Regions from separate parts of the Oryctolagus cuniculus genome. Here region 1 is linked to region 2. A link is a contact called in public Micro-C data. All regions are on one chromosome and are shown on one strand. Each heading gives the region's core, a stretch centred on a gene start, on an enhancer-like site or on the middle of the called end of the contact. The rest is flanking DNA. Distances are from core to core; before and after follow the strand shown.

The links. A called contact is a pair of places that touch in the nucleus more often than the background predicts.
Region 1: a contact with region 2 is called in a Micro-C map of ear pinna, with 4 times the contacts expected there. The contact joins the promoter of ST8SIA4 here to the promoter of FAM174A in region 2. A contact is called at or near these places in 2 of 6 Hi-C or Micro-C datasets (ear pinna and an unstated tissue).

The regions. Positions count from the first base shown.
Region 1 is chr14:23,448,250-23,451,889 of mOryCun1.1, forward strand. It overlaps ST8SIA4 (ST8 alpha-N-acetyl-neuraminide alpha-2,8-sialyltransferase 4), which reads right to left and starts at 1,411. Exons shown (of 5, transcript XM_002713936.5): 1 at 854-1,411. The coding sequence starts at 966.
Region 2 is chr14:23,032,001-23,035,752 of mOryCun1.1, forward strand. It overlaps FAM174A (family with sequence similarity 174 member A), which reads left to right and starts at 1,491. Exons shown (of 3, transcript XM_008261970.4): 1 at 1,491-2,082. The coding sequence starts at 1,670. LOC127492774 (a long non-coding RNA gene) reads right to left here and starts at 2,973. Exons shown (of 4, transcript XR_007922530.2): 1 at 2,388-2,973.

The sequences.
Region 1 (3,640 bases), core at 161-2,660, 420 kb after region 2:
GCATTCCCCGGACCCGGGAGGGCTTCCGAGAGGCGAGTTTGTCCAGAGTTGACATCCTGGTACCCATCCTCAGAAAAGGCTTCCAAGCTGTGCCAGAGCCACGCCAAAGGCACCACCTCCTGAGTGCACTTCAAAGGCAGGCGCGGAGGCCGGGGGGAGGAAGGAAGGAAGTGCGATATTTAGAGAACCCAGTGGGGCGGGGGAAGATTCTAAACTCATCTCGACCAACTGAAGAAATCGCAGAAATACACCAGTCCATGCGAAGCCACAGGACCCAGTTTCTTTCTCACACTGGGACCGTGCGTTTTAGCTATGCAAGAACAAACAAGGAAGTATGCTGGCTGCTACTGGAGTTTCTAAACCAGATGACAAGAAGCAGACCTACACCCAGGCTTATTGTTGTTATGATTAATATTTTTAAAGTAAAGAAACAGAAAGGACCCGTTTCCTGCATCTGGGCTTTAACTTGAGCCTTTTAGGAAACCCGCCCTTGTCTCCTACCTAACCCAGAGCGATCGGGTGCCCGTGCAGAGAACACAGCACCGATTACAAGGACAAGGGCGCACGGTCTTTGTTGACACTTCTGCAACGACTTCTCCTTCGCGTGCGAGCGGGCCCCGCGCAGGCACAAGTGTCATCGCCCCGCACAGGGCAAGTTGAACACGCGCCGGGAACGCACAGCCCCTAGGCAGCAGCCTTTTGTTATTTAACGCAGGGCACCAAGCACACGCAAGCTCAAAGGAACACTCACGCGACCCCAGCCATCGCTCTACGGTCTACACCCCATTTCACTCCCCGCTTGACTTTTTTTTTTTCTTTTTGGTCATATCCTAAAATGAAGCTTTGCATTTACCCAACGAGTTGCGTCTCCTGGTGCTCCTCAGTTCTTGCTATTTCTTTTGTCTTATAAAAGATCAAGAGCAGACTTATCGTGCAGATCGTCCACCTCTTCCTAATGGAGCGCATTTTGGGTGTCCGGGAAAGTCCTGGGTGCACCAGCTCCCGCAGATTCTCCTGATATTCAGGCTCCGTTTTGCGGGAGAGTCGTGGGGTGCGGGGGGAGATCCGTAAAAGGCGAGAGGAGCGTGGAGCGGGATCCCGGGATCAGGTCGCTCGGGTCCTCGGAGGCCGAGCAGCCCCGGTCCTGGAGCGCTGCGCGGCGCCCTCCCGCGCTGAGCGCGCCAGCCCTGCCCGGGTCTCTACGCCGCCTCCCTGGGGCTCAGGTTGCTTTTCAGAAGAGACACCTTGTGCATCGGAGGTGGCGGCCGCTTCTGCAGCTGGGCTGGGGGCGTCACTGGCCCTTCCCTCTTGCTAGCAGGGAAATGATGAGCAGAACCGACCAATCACGGGGCAGAGGGGGCGGAGGCTGCTGTTGCCTCGCGTTGCTGGCGGCTGCTAGGAGAGTAGCGTCGCGGGCGCTGGGTGCGCTGTGCCGGGAGAGGAAGCTCGGAGCCCTGCGCGCGCGCGCACCCGCGCACAGCCGGACACACGGACGCACACACCCGCGCGCACACACACACAGCTCCCTGCCCCGGACACGCACACAGACACACGCACAAAGGCACACGCGCTCTCCTGGGACGGCAAAGCCTTGGCGCTCTGGATCCGGGGAACGCTGGGCTAGACTGCGAGCATTAGCGCGGAGAGGGCGGCTCAACTGGGGACCGATTAGAAACCAGTCCCGCGGGAGGAATGCCTGGGACGGAGCCCTGGGAGAGTCCGCCTGGGAGGTTGCCAGGGGGTGGCTTCTATAGAGAGATTGTGCAGAACACGTGGGAGTGTAAATGTCCCCCCGCAACCCACGCCCACCCCTCAGGTGGAGCGCAAGGGGGCAGGGAGCCACCAGGCGACAGAGTGAGCGCGTGATTCCGTGCTCGCCTCGGTCCGGAAAGTACAGGACCACCCGAGGCGGATGAGACCAACGCTCCCTCGGAGTGCTTGGTGGCTGACAGCCGGGCCCCACAGCCCGCGACAAACCAGGGAAGACAGAGGTGCCATTGGGAACTTGGCGGGTGTTTGAATTCCTCTACTTGTCATTTGGAAACTCCTCACGCAGAAGTCAAGGGAACTCCACTCGCGGTTAAACTTCACTGCGGAGAAGCAGGGTTCTGATAGAAGTCAGTGGTGGGTTTCTCTTTTAAGCTCGAATACCCCCGGAACCCAACACAGCGCCAGGAGGAGGGAGAGAGGGCAGGAATGTCTCTCTTGGAATGTCCCATCCATGTGCTTTTCACCCCCGCTTCTCCCCAGCCCTCTCCCTTACTTTGTGCTGTGTGGCCCGGGGGCACTTTCAGAGTCTTTGAATGCGACCGCACCCCCACTTTGGCCAGCCAGGAGAGACCCTGGAGGCTCTGACGGTGCACCCCCCGGGTTCTGCCCCTTGCTGCGTGGCTGGAGGGCCCCTAGTGTGACGCGACGCCTTTAAGCCAGGATTTTCCCCATCGGTATGCGCCAGTCACGGGCTCCTGGACCCTGTAGAGTCTCTCTCGGACTGGGTTCCTCGTTCTTTCCGGTTGAAAGGAGGCTCGACCAGTGATGGTTCACTCTTGGCCCGCCTCCACGGATGGCGAGGCCGCCACCGGTCCTCCGTCAGCAGGGCTGAGTTTTCAATGACGATTTAAAATGACAACAACAGCCCACGCCTTTGCCTAATAGAATCCGAGGTCCTCTCCGGTTGCTTGCTCTTCTTTGCCTAGGATTTAAGAAGTTAAGACCCTCTGAGCTTTGCAGCTTTTTCTTCGCAGCAGAGCGAACCCAGGGGTTGAGTCTAAAATGCTCCAAGGAGCAAGTAATTATGAGCCTATATTGACACTGCAAGTGGCCCGCTGGGAGCCTTTCGAGTTTATTGATGTCTAGTCAAATCCCGCTTGCATTAGTGCATTTCTATTACGCTGACTTCTCCACCAGCAGAAACTGCAAAAGGATGAAGAAGCTTCTTATTTAAGTTAAAAGGGAACTGGAAAGGGGAAGAGGGCTGATGTGTGGTTACGACGCTAAATCCTTTAGAGTTGGGTTTCTAAGCAGTAAACAAATACACTTTGAATGTTAAGATATCACTCTGACACTGATGGAACAATATGCCTCAGTAAATTAAATCCGTTCAATTTTGTTTGAGCAACTAGTATGGGCCAGGCAACATGGGCGAGAATGGGAACACAGAAATGAATAGAGAATAGCTTCTAACCAGACGTGATGCTCAGTCACTCAGAGGACAACGTTTCTAATACAGAATCTGCAATATGGCAGCGTGAACTAGAAGATTCATTTTAAATATATACCAGGAGTCTGGATAGGCTCCAGGACAGAAGCAAAAGGGGTGTTTAGAGCTGAAAAGGTGAGCGCTCTGGTAGGGGGTTCACTAAGGCTGGGGTTTTCCAAGTCAAGGCGAGTAAGCCAGACACAGGGAGCATAGAACAAGGCAAGCTAAAGAAAGAGTATGGGCGACCTCAGAGAAGAATAAGACAGCCCTGGGGAGCCATGCAGCTGTTTGGTGCCGGTAGAACAGGACGTGGGAGGGAAAGTGTTGGTCTGTAAGTGTTCAGTGTGATCAGGTCATTGAATCTCTCCACAATTTGGAACTGGCTTCTCTAAAGGGAAATCACGAGAAAACTTCAAGAGGAAAGTTGGTTTAGGTCACATA
Region 2 (3,752 bases), core at 241-2,740:
TCAAACAACAACAACAACAACAACAACAAACATTAACTCTGTCCCTACCCAGATGTTTGTTTGTCAGTACCTGCTCAAGTCGGGGTTACTGTGGATGCCAGCATTAAACCTCAGAGAAGGCTTTATTCCAGACCACTGCAATAGGGGAGAGGGGCCAGAACTCAGTGGGGCAACTCGTTGTAAACGAAGACCTGGAGAGCTTTTAGGAGCTGAGATGGCAGGATCATACGCCACCTGTGCTCGCTAAGTGACTCTACCCAAAGGAAAAGTAAAGCTTCTCCTATTTTCTTCACAGGAGAGTGAAGTAGGCAGGCATACAGGTTAAAATTGGTCAGATTTGTGAACTGGAAGACCACGCCCCTGTGTGGCCTTATCCCCCTACCTGGCCACACAGGGGTGCCCACCAGCCAATCAGGTTAATTAAGCACTCCCCTTTGGAGTGGGTTAAAAGGCTAGGGCACAGTGTGCTCTGCCCCAGCTCTTCTTCCCTGGCCTCTTGCCAGGACAGGGCTTGCTGTAGCCCTGCCCCTCCAGGGTGCAAGGCCTTTGGGCCATGTGCTCTAGGCTTCCTGGCCTAGACGCTCATCCACATGGCTGGTTCCTGGTGCTTGGTATGAACCCCTATTCACCTCTCTCCCCTAAATAAAGCTCTCACTCTCTTATGCACCTTTCTTACTAAATAAAAGCTTAAAACGTACCATGCTGCCTCGTTTATCTGTGCCGGTATTTAGAATTCTTCTCTAAATATTAGGCAAGAACCCTCTCGGGCTTATTAATAGCGGGGATTTAGTAATAAGCCCGTAGTGAAATTGTAAGGCACCCCAAATTCCAGTAGCGCATGTGGCACCCCGGATAGCATTTCTAGGGAACTTTAAGGGGCCACATTTCAGGGTAAATTTTAGGGGACCTTTTCCGATTTCAAGAGGATTTTTACAACCTGAAGCCAGCACCTGGGAGAAAGTAGATTCCCATCTCCCCGTCCCCTAAACACACCCAGACACTAGGAGATAGGGACACTGTCTGCCTGCTGGAATACATTGCAGAGAGAGGAGCCTCAGGTTCTTGGCTGTGATAAGAAACTTAAATTTTCGACAGGAAGTGCTCTGAGGAAAGTGGGCCAGGGCCTGGAGGCAGAAACAAGGCCTGTTGAAAGTTTGCAACTAAGCTGACTGTGCGGAACTTCTTAAGCATCTTGCTTACTTAATCTGTTTCTGCAGATCTGCACCAAAGAATTCAAATAATAAGCTTCCTATTTCTCAGCTTCCGCATGCAGAGCTGCTGCAAACGCCACACAATCCTGTCTGTCCGCTTTCTTTGTTACCCACCTTAAACCACTCCTTTTCCTATTCAGCCCGACAGTCAAAGCACCAAAACCAACCTCAAAGTCTGAACCTTCCTGCTTCCACCAGGACGCGTGCGCAGTCGGCCCCGCGCCTCTGACGTCACTGAGCGCGCCCCGCCCTGACAGGATAGCAACCGACAGCGTCTCTAGCAGCAGCGGCCTCTGAGATGCACGAACTTCCGGTTCTCCCAGCAGCTGCCGGCGCCGCCGCCTGTGCCACCTGTCAAGGCCCGGCCTGCCTCGGTCTCCTTCGCGCCCATGGTGCCTCCTGCAGCCCGGGCGGCGGGCCCGGCGGCTCCCGCGTGGTGAGAGGGCGGTCCAGGGACGATGAAGGCCCCGCACTGCTGCTGCTGCGGTCTCGGGCGCCTCCTGGCCCCTGTCCTGGTCCTGCTGCTGCTGCTGCCCGCGCTGAGCGGGCCCCTGGCGGTGCTGCTGCAGGCCGCCGAGGCCGCGCCGGGCCCCAGGCCTCCGGAGCCGCAGCCACGCACGCCGCCGCCGGGCCCCACCCCAGCTCGGCCTGAGGTCGCCGGGCCGCGGGGCCCCGAAGGCGGCAATGGCAGCAGCCCCGGGGCGGGGCTTGTGGCCGACGAGGTCGCGGGGAAGGCCGGGGAAGGCTCCGTGGGAGGCGGCCTCGCCGTGAGCCCCAACCCTGGCGACAAGCCCATGACCCAGCGAGCCCTGACCGTGTTGATGGTGGTGAGCGGCGCGGTGCTGGTGTACTTCGTAGTCAGGACGGTCAGGTGAGGCGAAGCCTCGGTGGGTTCCCCCGGGCTGCCCTAAGGCAGAGTCCCGAGACCAGCGTTGCTGTCTTCCTGCCCCCTGCACTCGGGGCTGCGGCCGAGAATGTGAGGTGGACGCGCATTTCCTTGGGGGAAGTTTGATTCTCCAAGTAGTAGCCGCAGCTTCTCCGCGCCCCACATCTCATCCTCTTGCCCGAGGCCCGCGCCAGTGCCTGCGGTGGAAGTGGGTCCCTTGCGTTTCGGCCACTCGCCCTGGTGATGCTGCACCCCCCCCCCCCACCCTGTTCGTGTCCCTGGGTACCTACCTGGCCGAAATTTTGCCTACAGACTCCTCAAAGGCAGGGTTACTGTTTCGTGGTTGGTTCAAGACGTCTTTGCACGGTGTGGCCACTCAGTACAAAGTTTCTCTTTGGGATAATCATGCAGAAAGGCCTCCTGGCTATGTTATTTGTATAAAACTTAGAAGAGCAGTCCTCCCTTACCATCGCTGTTTCTTAGTGTTGGCCGTTAACCTGCCCTTGAAGTGATTGGGTGGTTAGCTATGCAGCTGGGCTCCGTGGAAGCCTTGGCACACACAACCAAGGCCTCCCTGTGAACCAGAGCCGCTCAAGAGGGGAGCTGAGGACCAGCTGCTGTAAGCGCAGAGGGCACGTTGTAAGGATTGCAATGGTTTGTTGTTTTCCAAAGCGATTCACCTTTCGCCCCATAATTACCTACCTAGTCTCTGATGCCTTTTTTAAACATGTAGTTAAAATCAATTATTTAAACAGTGCTTCCAGTTAAGCAAGTCATTCTTAGGAATGGGAAAGGGACAGCATTTGATTTTTAAACTGCTGATGAAGAAGTGCAGTGTAAACTAGTGGTCTCTGGCACGTGGTCCATCCAGGGAACCCCTGGGTGCTGGGTTCCAGAGGCGTTTATGACATCAAGAGTGTCAAGTTGTTTTCAAAATAAATCGTTCTCTTACGACTTTATAAGATATAAAAAGGTCATTGATACCTGTTTAGAGTCACATTGCCAGTTAAGAGACTTCTTGTTCAGTTTTGGTGTAGTATACAAGAATAATGTCGAGTATCTGAAAAGGCCATTAACATGCTTTTCCCTTTCTCCAAGTTCCTATCTGTATGGAGCTGGGCTTTCTTCACATCTTTCAACCAAACACATTGCAAATTATTTAATACAGAAGTAAATGTGGAAATTACTTTTTTTTCTGTTCCTATTGTATTTCTGTCAGTTTAAGTAGATATTGAACAGATTTATGCCATTTTCATATTATATTACCCTGTATTCAATATTATTTTAGATCAACAAGCATTTAGGTGTTTTCTCTCATATAAATAACATGTTGAATATATATAAAATTCACACAAATAAAAGTTCCTTAGACATCCTGAATAATTTTCGAGAATGTAAAGGAATTCAAAATGCTAGAACTGCTGTCGTGAACAGTATTACTTGAGCAAGATACTATTGGTTCATAAAGACCAACAAATGTAGGCCCACTCACTTTTAATGGGGAAATTGGAAAAAAATGTTTTGGAGCTGTTATAGGCATAGAGCAACTGAGTGTTATATTTGTTACACATATGAGTAAGACGATAATTTGGGGAGACTATGCCCCTCAATTGTTTTTGTTTCTAACTCTTTTTAAATATTTATTTATTTATTTG